Linked DNA regions of Hordeum vulgare: region 1 is linked to region 2. A link is a contact called in public Hi-C data. All regions are on one chromosome and are shown on one strand. Each heading gives the region's core, a stretch centred on a gene start, on an enhancer-like site or on the middle of the called end of the contact. The rest is flanking DNA. Distances are from core to core; before and after follow the strand shown. Region 1 holds the start of LOC123404754 (lycopene beta cyclase, chloroplastic). Region 2 holds the start of LOC123402168 (alpha/beta hydrolase domain-containing protein 17C-like).

What was found. A called contact is a pair of places that touch in the nucleus more often than the background predicts.
Region 1: a Hi-C map of seedling shows a contact between it and region 2, with 6 times the contacts expected there. The contact joins the promoter of LOC123404754 here to the promoter of LOC123402168 in region 2. A contact is called at or near these places in 5 of 6 Hi-C or Micro-C datasets (leaf and seedling).

Annotation. Positions count from the first base shown.
Region 1 is chr6H:161,935,101-161,941,343 of MorexV3_pseudomolecules_assembly, reverse strand. It overlaps LOC123404754 (lycopene beta cyclase, chloroplastic), which reads right to left and starts at 1,587. Exons shown (of 1, transcript XM_045098698.1): 1 at 1-1,587. The coding sequence starts at 1,317.
Region 2 is chr6H:161,749,366-161,754,971 of MorexV3_pseudomolecules_assembly, reverse strand. It overlaps LOC123402168 (alpha/beta hydrolase domain-containing protein 17C-like), which reads right to left and starts at 2,143. Exons shown (of 6, transcript XM_045096046.1): 1 at 1,642-2,143. The coding sequence starts at 2,003.

The sequences.
Region 1 (6,243 bases), core at 338-2,837, 190 kb before region 2:
GAGGAAGCCGTGCCAGTAGTGCGGCTCGAGGTCGAAGAATGCGTTGAAGAAGCGTCGTGTACCTTGGAGGTCGAGCTTGAGCAGGACGTCCATGCCGAAGCAGAAGAATTCCCTCTGCCTCCGCCTGTCCGTGGGCCACAGCTCCTTCCACACCTGGGCGGCGAGCGCGTCCCCGGCGATGCCGCCGTTTCCGGTGTCTAGAAACCGCACGATGGAGTCTGCCACGATGGGCGCGGTCGCCAGTGTGCGCGCCACCATGTACCCTGTGGATGGATGCACCATCCCGGCCGTGCCGCCGATGCCGACCACCCTCTGCGGCAGCACGGGCAGCGGCCCGCCCATGGGGATCACGCAGCGCTCGTCCTCCTCGACGCTCCTGATGCGAATTCCCAGGTGCCTCAGCCGCGCGGCCATGCGCTCCTGGATGTCGTCCATGGATAGCCCCGGGCGCGCGACCAGCGACGTCTCCTCGAGGAAGATCCTGGTGGGCGAGAATGGCATGGCGTAGAGGAAGGTGGGCACGCGGCTGTTGCGGTCCTTGATCGCGGACCCCTCGGGGAGGTGTGAGTCGCGCCAGTCCATGAAGAGCATCTTGTCGATGTCGAATGGGTGCTCGTCGACCTCGGCGAGGATGCCGTAGGCGACCTGGTATCCGGGGTTGTATGGCTTGTCGTACTGCACGAGGCAGCGGGAGAAGCCGGTGGCGTCGAGGACGACGGTGGCCGGGACGGCGACGCCGTCGTCGCAGACGATGAGGGAGGATGCCTCGTTGTGGACGACCTTGACGACCTTGGCCTGGTGGAAGCGGACGCCGTGGGCGACGCAGCGGTCCATCATGGTGGACTTGAGCTTGCGGCGCGCGACGCGGGCGTAGGGGCGGTGGAGCGACTTGGAGGTGTGGTCGTCGATGAAGACGGAGGCGGAGGGCCAGACGGTGTCGAGGCAGTCGGAGAGGCCCATGGCCTCGAACTCGTCGACCCAGACGCCGTAGTTGTTGGGCCAGACGAGGCCCGGGGAGGGGTCGATGGAGACGACGGAGAGGCCCGCCTCGGCGACGCGCTGCGCCACGGCGAGCCCCGCGGGCCCGCCGCCCACCACGGCGAGGTCGACGGGCCGGGAGCGCGCCGGGTCGTAGCGGGGCAGGTCGAGGGAGAGCAGCTCGGGCCGCGGCGGCGGGGCCATCGAGCGCAGCGCCTGCCCCGCGGACGCCGACGCGGCCCTGCACACGATCGCCGCGCGCCCCGGCGGCGCGGGCCGCGCGGCCGGCGGCGGACGGCAGGCGTGGTGGGCGCGGAGGAGGAGGGCGGTGGTGGCCATGGGAGGTGGGGATTCGCTGCCGCGGCGTGGCCGTGTAATCCTGAGGCGATAAGCTACTTATTGTAGAGTGGGGGCAACCGGGCGAGAGAGGTGAGCTGAGGGCGGAGTGGTGTGGTGGAGGGAGCCACCACTCCCTGCCGTCCGTGGCCGGATTCCACCGGGTAGATCCTGTGAAGGTGGTGCGAGCGTAGGGACAAAGGGGTGGAGGGGAAACATAATCCATCGGTTCCGCAGCCGCCAGCACAAAATACACATGGATATGATCGTCTCTCTGCAAACCCTCCAAAACCCGTCGGAGCCGTGTGCTGATAGAGCCCAAGAGGAGGATCTCAGAAATACTTCTACGTGCGTGTTGGTTCGGCAGTGGCTGGGCTAAGCGACCAGTCCGTGTCAGGACGAGTACGGACGGCAGCTCAAAATCGACATGATAGGCCGTACTGAATTCTCAAAATATTGTTTACGCTATTGGTCACACCACATTTAGGAATAGAGGTGATAAGTCAAAAATGGCATCTACTTTATCCGTTCCTAAATACAAGGCTTAGAAATTTCATTACGTACCACTTCCTCCGTTCCTAAATATAAGTCTTTAAAAAGGTTTCATTAGTGGACTACATACGGATGTATATAGACATACTTTAGAGTGTAGATTCACTTATTTTGCTTCGTATGTATACTACTAGTGAAATATCTTAAAAGACTTATATTTAGGAACGGAGGAAATATATATGAATACATATAGATATATTTTAAAGTGTGGACTCGTTCATTTTGCTTTCTATGTAGTGTGTAGTGGAATATCTAGAAAGATTTGTATTTAGAAACGGATGGGGTAGTAAAGAAAAAACAGAAATGATACCTTTGATTTGACAATTTGAAGAGTTTCGAACTAACGGGCTGATTCATGCGATAGCTAACAGCGGTTTCTTTTATCTAAACAGCGGGTCTCTTTCATTCAAGTAAATTGCATGAAGAAAACCATCACTTTGAAGGCTAAAACATTGCGTTCCATTTGTTTGACAGAAAACACCATATCTTGTAATCTTTTTGTAAATAATATTGATTGACCGGTGTGAAACGCATGATGGCCTCACAACTATGTTCTCGGAGGACCGGTGGTTGGACGGAATGAGGGTTCGGGGGATCGCACCCGCTCTATATGGCTTGATCCCACAAAAAGCGAGGTCCACACGAACGGTTCGCTCGGCTGTGGAAGATGGGTCCTAGGCAATGAACATTGGCCCCAACCTTGGAACGGGTGCTCCTCAGGTGTTTTTCTCATTATGACAGCGGGTAGCCGTATGGGAGCCGACGGACAATAGGCCGGAACGGTCGCTTGGTCTTGGGATGCTAGCGGGCAGTTCTTTGTGAAATCGGTGTATGCTGCCAAGTTCTGTGGAAGACAAGTTATACCCACGGCAGAGCTGACGTAGAATTCGCGGGCCTCATCGTAGTTTAAATTCTTTACTAGGTTGGCATTGAGGGATACATGCTGGACCTCAGATCGGCTGGCACGACGTGGACCGCCCCATCAAGATGCATGCCCGTTTCGCGATCAGGAGGAGGAAACGATCAACCATGTGCTGCTCACCTATGTGTTTGCTAGGACGGTATGGACGGCAATCTGCGTGGCTAGGGACATACTGGAGTGGGGCCCAACTCCAGATAGCTCCCTCGTGTCGTGGTTGTGTGACAAGCAAGGGACCAATGTCATGGGCCGAAAACAACTTCGCACGATTTTCACACTTATAACCCGGGAGCCGTGGAAGCACCAGAATGCCATCATTTTTGATGGGGCGTCCCCTTCAATTGGGATACTAATCCGGAGAGTTGTGTTCGAACGTATGGTGTGGGCATCGACATGCATCTTAAAAGGAAGGTTGGGCCCTTTCTTTTGTTGAGTAGAGGGGTGGGTGCGTAGCGAGGAATAGTGTTGTATTGACACACTTGTAAACTTGGGTGGAGGCTTTCCTTGCCTTTCTTCTTTAATACTCCCTCTGTACCATAATACTTGTTGTTGGAGAGAACTAGTCTAGTTGTCCCTAACAACAAATATTTAGGAACAGAGGGAGTATATGATATGCACTCTCGTGCATATTCATGAAAAAGAGCACGCTTATGACATTTGGGGCCCCTTTTTTGCCTACATGGCATAACATTTCATGCCAGATCAATTTTAATCCGAATTTACAAACCGGTCCTTAGATTTTACACAGACATCCCCGAATTAAAAACAAAAAAACGCAATGAGCCCACTTGCATCCTCGTCGCTGGTTGGGGCGGTCAACGGTGGCGGCAGCGCGACCTCGCCAGATTAGGACGAGGTGGCGGCGTTGGGTGTCTCCTTCACGCATGCATCCCCATCCACCCGAGCTCAGCCACGGCTGCAACCACGCATGACCCCACTGTGATAGCCTGGCTTATTAGGGATGATAGACTACTCATATCAATAAGGAATTTCTTCTTTTTCGGGAGCCCATTCGAACAGAACTCCCAGTTTAAGCGTGCTCGGCTTGGAGTAGTTCTAGGATGAGTGACCGATTGGGAAGTTTATCCCGGGTGCGCACAAAAGACTAGTATTGATATGTGGGGCTAGTCTAGATCCCGCCAGGAGTAACGAACGCCGACGGGTGTGTCCGGGACGTTAGAAGTTGGTATCAGAGCCGACCCTCGCGGTTACACGGATGTTTGCGGACAGGTGTGCGGTCATGTTGTTCATGACGTTTGTGACCCGTTATGGCACACGACATGGCACATGTACCAGACTGGATGCACAGACGTTTGTGCCAAGAGGGAACGCTCCTGTGGCCCGATGAGGACGTCGATTCCTCTAATTGGTGGTGTATGTGATAGCCTGGCTTATTAGGGATGATAGATTACTCATATCAATAAGGAATTCCTTATTTTCCGGGAGCCCATTCGAACAGAACTCCCACATTAAGCGTGCTCGGCTTGGAGTAGTTCTAGGATGGGTAACCGACCGGGAAGATGATCCCGGGTGCGCATGAGTGAGGACAAAGTGCGCAGAAAAGACTAGTATTGATATGTGGGGCCACTCTAGATCCCGCCAGAAGTAACGAACGACGGGTGTGTTCGGGGCGTTACACCCACTCCCTTCGCTCCATTCCCTCCCTTCGCGAGATCCTCCGCCCGACGTTGAAGCATAGGAGGCCGGGCAACTGCTCCCTCGTTTGAGATGCCACAACCTCCTCTCTCCTTCTTCGTCCTCGGTGGCCGTTGTCGGTGCTAAAATCGATGGATCTCGGGTAGGGGGTCCCGAGCTGTGGATCTAAGATCAATGGTAACAAGGAAAGTAGGGAGACGGTGTTTACCCAGGTTCACGCCCTCTCGAAGAGGTAAACCCCTATGTCCTGCTTTGATTGTTTTGATGATGGGGTATCAAGTACAGGTTGATGATCTACCTCGAGATCGTTGTGTAAGCTCTAAATCCTATGGCGAATAAGTTGGCCTCTATAGACTAAACCCCTGGGCTTATATATGTACCCAGGGGAGAGCTAGGTTACATGATTAAGTCGGTTGGAGACATGCCAAATATAGAGACGTACTTGGGGTACACACCAAGTCTTTAGAGGCTTCCCTACTTGATACGAGCGAGCCTCGACGCCTTCATCCTTCTTCACGAGGTGACTTAACGGGCTCCCAGTTCGTCCCATAAGAGCTGAACACTTCAAGTTAGCACCCCTAATCCAGGACACCATCAATAGCCCCTGAACTAGTCTCCAATTGCCGAGGGCAAACACACTCCTTGGATTTTCGGCCTCGAATGTCTTCGGCTTGACAATCGAGTTCCCCAAAGTAATAGTGCTCAGATCCAAGGTCCGGCCACATGCCTAACCCTAAAGGGTCGTCGCAAAATATGCAAGCGGTCAGTTTCATACAACACACCTTTTATTGATCTGCCGCTACTTAAAATTGGTTCGGGTTAGTCATGATGAGTGAAATCGTGCTTCGAGCCAGTTGCCATATTGGACCGCCCCACACAAAGCAGAGATCGTGTCCCGGATTCCATGGAATATCATCAAAAGATTTGTTTCAACCAATACCGGATTAATGACTGTAGGGGAAACATGGTGATTCAAACTGCGCAATGCGGGGGGCTGTTGGTATTTCATCCCACTATAAAAACACTAGGAATACTACATTCCTTTTCACCTTGTAATTCCCCTTCTAAGCCATAGCCACTGTCTCTAGAACTCCAGCACTCAGATCCCCTTTCATTGCTTCCTAGATTCCGAGCTTGACACCCCATCATGACCAACAACCGTCGTTGGATGGCTTCCACTATCATGACAAGCACCATCATCAGGTTGTATGACTCCGGGCATATCCCTATCGGCGTCAATTGTCGGATTCCGACTCGTGGTCAGGTTGTCCCCAGCCCCAATCCCGGGGAGCAGATCATCTTAGTCCCTCACCTCATCCTGGGTCTAGGCCTTACCCTTCTTCCCTTCATAAGGGGCTTTCTTTTCTTTTACGGGCTAGATTTCCATCATCTAGCCTGAACTCTATACTCTGCATTGCTGCTTTCATCATAATGTGTGAGTCCCTCCTCTACGTGCGTCCGCACTTCGACCTTTATCTAAAACTCTTCTATGTTAAGTCGAAGAGCAGCAACTCTCAACTTGCTAAATGTGGCAGCGCCATGATTAGCAAGATCGAAAACTCTGTCTACCCGAAGGGGATCTTCATCGAGACCGTCAAGACTTGGCAAAAGGAGTGGTTCTACATCATAGAGCCCCTATCCGCAGACTGAGATCCCTCCCTTCAACGTAGGCCCTCCAAAGAAGCTATTCTCCTCAAATGAGAAGGGCTTTGAATGGGGGAACTAGGAGGAGGTCAAGCTGCTCCCGAAGAGGGTTAATTCTATCCTGAAGGCCAAGACAAGCCTGACCGATGTGATCCAGA
Region 2 (5,606 bases), core at 894-3,393:
CCATACCTCCCTCACAAAATCTCTAGCTCGAATAGAGGTCACAAAGAAGTTGGCCCGGAGTGGCTATAGAGCCATGGGAACTACATAGGGCTGCAGCCGAGCACAAACATGGAGGCATGGTGCCGTCCTGCGCAAAGCTTGGCTGAGTACAGCAGCAGCCAAGAGGGCGAAGAAAGCGGCTAAGCCCGAGAACACAAGTTTCATGTGCTGGGGGAATATATTTTTTAAACCGTAATAAAGCAAGGGTATTTAGGCATATACAGTAAATGGCACAACAGTGTTCAGTGTTCACTCTATCTAATCTGGGCATAGAAACCACAACGGTCATGTCTGGAATCATCTGCGATGTTGAAGTTATATTATAGTTAGTAATAATGTAAACACTCAACATTTTTAAAATGCCTTGCGCTAAGACTAGTGGCCACATAAAGACAAAAGTGTGTTCACAGAGCAGACATATAACACAAATATTAACTAAATATGATAATGTTATAACCATGGTAGGTAAAGAACAAAATGCTTTAGTTTAATAACAGCAGTGAAGGACAAGACAATCACTCCTAACCACAGAATTTTAAATTTACTAGAGCTTCTAGATCAACTGAATAAATCAACGGTTCTCTCATCAGAAACTCAAACTTAACTGGCTTAATATTTTCCATCCAATGCATAGGAAGCAACGGGCTAAAACTCCAACAAAAGAAGAAATTGAACCCAAAAAATGGATATACTTGTAAAGCAGTTACGGGTGTTACGGTAGGAAGATAACAACATAGATCGATTATTTTGGCATTTACGCTTTTTAAGAGAGCTGTGGACAAGACACGTGTGCCTGCATAATAATGTCATGGAAAGCTTCATTAAGAATTGATTTCCTGTTTTTTCCTCACTAGACTCTATTAGTGAAATGTTCTAAGAGTGGTAGTATCTAGTATGTAACACCTAATCTGAACAAATACATCAATTTCTGGCCAAAAATAGGAACTAAGTCTTCGGTCACCTCCAGTAAATCACATGAATCATGGATTATCCAATCACAGACAGGCACATTTAATCCAAATATCCTTCTTCCTACCCAAGCCTGAACAAATTCCAGATACTTCTAGCAACCACTTAAAGCAGGCATTCCCAACAATCTACAAAAACCACAAAATAACTCACAATTCGGTAGCAGTTTATTCTAATCATAAGTAAGAATTTGAGGAGGAACAAAATGATTTGACACCATTAGCAGACGTATCAGTGACAAATACCACATCATATGCTTCCATGAAACCAGGCACTAGCACACATGAGAATGAACACTTCCATCCAACCCAACAAGCCACACGCAGATTAGTACTGTAATTGGTTTAATTTAGACTAGCGTTAGCAAATCCAACACCAAAGCCTTAACCCAATCACGCAATACCAGAAGAGAAGTTGGCATTTTTCGTCCAATCCAAGATGCGACCATCCTCCTACTGACCCGCAATCCGAACATTTCCACCGAGGAATACCTCTTCCTTTCCCCAAAGCCCGCTAAAAAGTGTGGCTTTGATCCCCAGAGAAACGCGGCCTGGGAGATCCAGGACTGTTGCCCGAATCTAAAGTCTAACCCAACCCGATCCAGCTTGCGTGCGTGGGTGCGTGCGTGCGTACCCCATGAGGTTGACGTTGAGGTGCGCGCTGAGCTCGACGAAGAGCTCGTACATCTGGCCCAGGTCGGCGGCGTTGCCGTGCGAGTAGAGCAGCGTGAGCTTGGCGCCGGTCTGGCGCGCGTACATGGCGACCACATCCGTGCCCCGCTTGGTCCTCAGCCGCCGCGCCTCCACGTTGGCCCTCCGCGGCACCCCCGTGAGCTCCACCACGACGCTGCCCTCCTTCCCTTTCGCCTCCCCCGGCCCCGCCGCCGCCGCCGCCCCGGCGGCATCGGGCGGCGGCAGGGGCTCGATGCCGTAGGACGGCGGGGTGGGCGGGAAGAAGGCGAAGCGGGCCGCGACCGTCGAGGTGACGCCGCCCATCCCCGCGGGGAGGCCTGGCTGGCTAGGGCTGCGGCTCGGGTGAGGGCGAGGGAGGAGACGGCGAGAGAGGAGGGGGACGACGATGGGTAGTAGAGGAGGAGCGCGTTTCCGTTGCGCTGGAAGGGAAAGAGGGGAGGAGTGTGGAGGGATTTGTGGGCTGGGTGGTTAAGCTCTTGCGGTTTTGCACGGCAGGGATTACCGGTCTGGGTTGAGTAGACTAACTGTGGTGTGGTGGTTGCTGAGAGTTACTGCAACTGATTCCCAACAAATCCTTGCTAAAAAAAAGAGTGTTGCAAAACTGAAATTGCTATTAGGATTATATTTACCATTATATTTTTTCACCGTTGGTTATAAAATAAGAAGTCAGTACGGCGTAGTAATTTAATAGGCACACACTAATTAGACCTTTTGAAATGGATAGTATCATAAATTAGTAGTACCTTATAAATGATCTTAATTTTTAACATGCATCTTTATGATACAGTGTCATGATAAGATACTCAATCATATGTGCTTTAGTTGATATCTCGTCAAAATTGCTTAGATTGGTTAGAATGTGAGTATAATAGGTAAGTATTATGCATGTTAGTTAGACATTTTTGCTCCCCCTAAAAAATCGAGCATCATGATGTTATACTATAATATCATACTTATTAAATGATATAATAATAGTATAGCATGCACAATAACAAATGAGGTCACTCTGATAACAAGATATGATACTATGTGTTATGCAGGTAGTATCATACAATATCATAAAACATTAAATGATGTACTAGTTTGATCAGGTCTATTAAAAATACTTTAACATAAAGAACATCAAATTAATCAGGTTATATATATAAATATATTTTCATGATATGTGTATTTGGGTTCGAAGGTCTTAACACATTCTTTTCACATATAGTTAGTCCAACTTAAGCAACTTCCGACGGTTTTTTTGATGGCATAAAGAAAAAGTTGCATCCTCCTCGGCTTTTTTCATAAGCTGTCTTTCTTATTTGTTGGGGCTTCTGAACTAGTTATGAGATAACTAATTTAGAAGCATCAACAAATTTTAAGAGCTGTTTAAATTTTTTAAGCTGAAAAATGGCAGCTAATTTTTGTAAGACATCCAAAAAAAAACTGGTCCTTAAGCTAGTTTGACATGTGGCGATTATTTTGAGACAAGGAAAGTACTATTGAACTGCTTTTATTTTGGTTCGTAGGTGAGCGCGTCTCTTCTTCCTGGTACCAGCCATAATGATGATATAAAGATCAAGGTTCACATGCATCCGTATCAACCACCGTTGCTCTCATGAACCATAAGAAGGCCAGACATCTATCTTTTCTTCCACAAAGGAAAAGAAAAAAAGAAGAAAAAAATGAGGAGCCCGACGCTGATCGATCACGTAATTATGGAAAGGTCGAGGGGCCGATCCAGCAACAACCTTGGAGGAGATGCGCTGGATAGGATGGGAAGGCAGCTCCGGGCCATGGCCCGTGGCCGGTGGTGGGGACGCCATTATTTCCGGCGAGAGGAGGAGATATATGCTTATCTTTCGCTCAGGGCTAATCGCCTAGCCCACCGTTAACTGGATTCCCACCCTTCCTCTGACCAGCGGGCCGTGCCTGAGCGCGGGCCCGCCGTAAGTGTACCTAGTAAAAAACCTCAGCGTCAAAGTCTCGAGTGCTGACTTTTTCTTTTTCTTTTTTCTTCTTTTTGAATGAGCTCCTCGAGTGTTGACTTGGCCACCTTCGATTTTCTTTGGTTTTACTAGCAAAATGGTCCGTGCGTTGCAACGGAAGAAAAAAATACTACACACTTTTAATCTTTTTATAATCATTTTGATTTATTAAAATAATAAGCTAACTAACTAATGTAGTCAGTCCTGTCCTATTTTGTTGAGAAATCAACCCGTCCATTGTTAATTCCACCATGATGAGAAATTGAGCGGAACAAGCAAAGCAAAACAAAAAAGGCTACGTGAATTGATCAATGGATTATTGTCTTATTTCACTCATGGAGTAGAGAATGTGGGATCACATGACAAATTGAAGGTGGTGTTTCATTCTCTGTCTCTACAACAATGCAATCTTACATTCAATACATTCATTCATCAGCAAACAAATCCCCACAAAACAAAATTTCTTGCCGGTGCTTGGTACACGGTTGGAGGCATGGGAAAGGGATCTCACCAGATGATGAGTTCCTGCCGAAGGAGGGGATACGATGGGGGAGCAAGGGTTAGGCGCCTCTATCTGGCCATAAGGAGTCGCCCTTGCCGCATCATAACCTTGGAGTTCCCCGTGTGAGCCATGGAGGCCCACCTCCACCTGCAAGTACTTCGCTCCGCCGCGCCTTATCCGCGCGCCGCTGCCGTTCTGCATCGAGCAGACGCATCATCCCCAGTCACTGTAGTTGTTGCGTTGATTTGATCCAGAAGCTGTTGAAAGGACGTGGATGTTGCCTAGAGGGAGGGGTGAATAGGCGCTTTAAAATAATTAAGGTTTAGGCTTGAACAAATGCGGAATAAAACTAACGTTTAATATGTCAAGCACAAAACCTACAAACAACTAGGCTCACATATGTGCACCAACAACTTATGCTAAGCAAGATAAACAACTAAGTGATAGCAAGATATATTACAATAAACAATATGTCTATCACAAAGTAAAGTGCATAAGTAAAGGGTTCGGGTAAGAGATAACCGAGGCACGGGGAGAGACGATGATGTATCCCGAAGTTCACACCCTTGCGGATGCTAATCTCCGTTAGAGCGGTGTGGAGGCACAATGCTCCCCAAGATGCCACTAAGGCCACCATAATCTCCTCACGCCCTCGCACAATGCAAGATGCCGTGATTCCACTAAGGGACCCTTGAGGGCGGTCACCGAACCCGTACAAATGGCAACCCTTGGGGGCGGTCACCGAACCCGTACACGTGGTAACCCTTGGGGCGGTTACCGAACCCGTACAGATTGCTCGGGGCAATCTCCACAACCTAATTGGAGACCCCGACGCTTGCCCGGAGCTTCACACCACAATGATTGAGCTCCGAGACACCACCAAGCTTCTAGGACGCCAAAGCATCCGCGAAGAACAATATCTAGGGTACTAAGTACCAAAGGTAATAAGCTTCTCAAACTTCACTTTCACGTATCACCGTGGAGAATTCAAACTGATGCAACTAATGCAATGGCAAGAACACACGAAGTGGTCAAGTCCCTCACACTCAAATCCCTTCACAACAACGAAAGCTATGGAGAAATATGAGAGGAAGAACAAGGAGCTCACAAAGAACTCCAAGATCAAGATCCAAGGGGTTCCCTTCACATAGAGGAGAAAGTGATTGGTGGAGATGTGGATCTAGATCTCCTCTCTCTTCTTCCTCAAGAACAAGCAAGAATCATTGGAGGGATTAAGAGTAAGCAAGCTCTAAGAATGTCAACAATGGAGGTAGAACAAGAGCTCAACGAATGGATAAGACCAAGGGGGAAGAAGACCCCCTTTATATAGTGGGGGAAGGAATCACTTGATCCCTCTCGGTACATCTTGTACGCTTTGTGTGTCGATCATCTTGATTTACTCTTTGTCAATGGACAGCAAGCTTCAAGCATGAT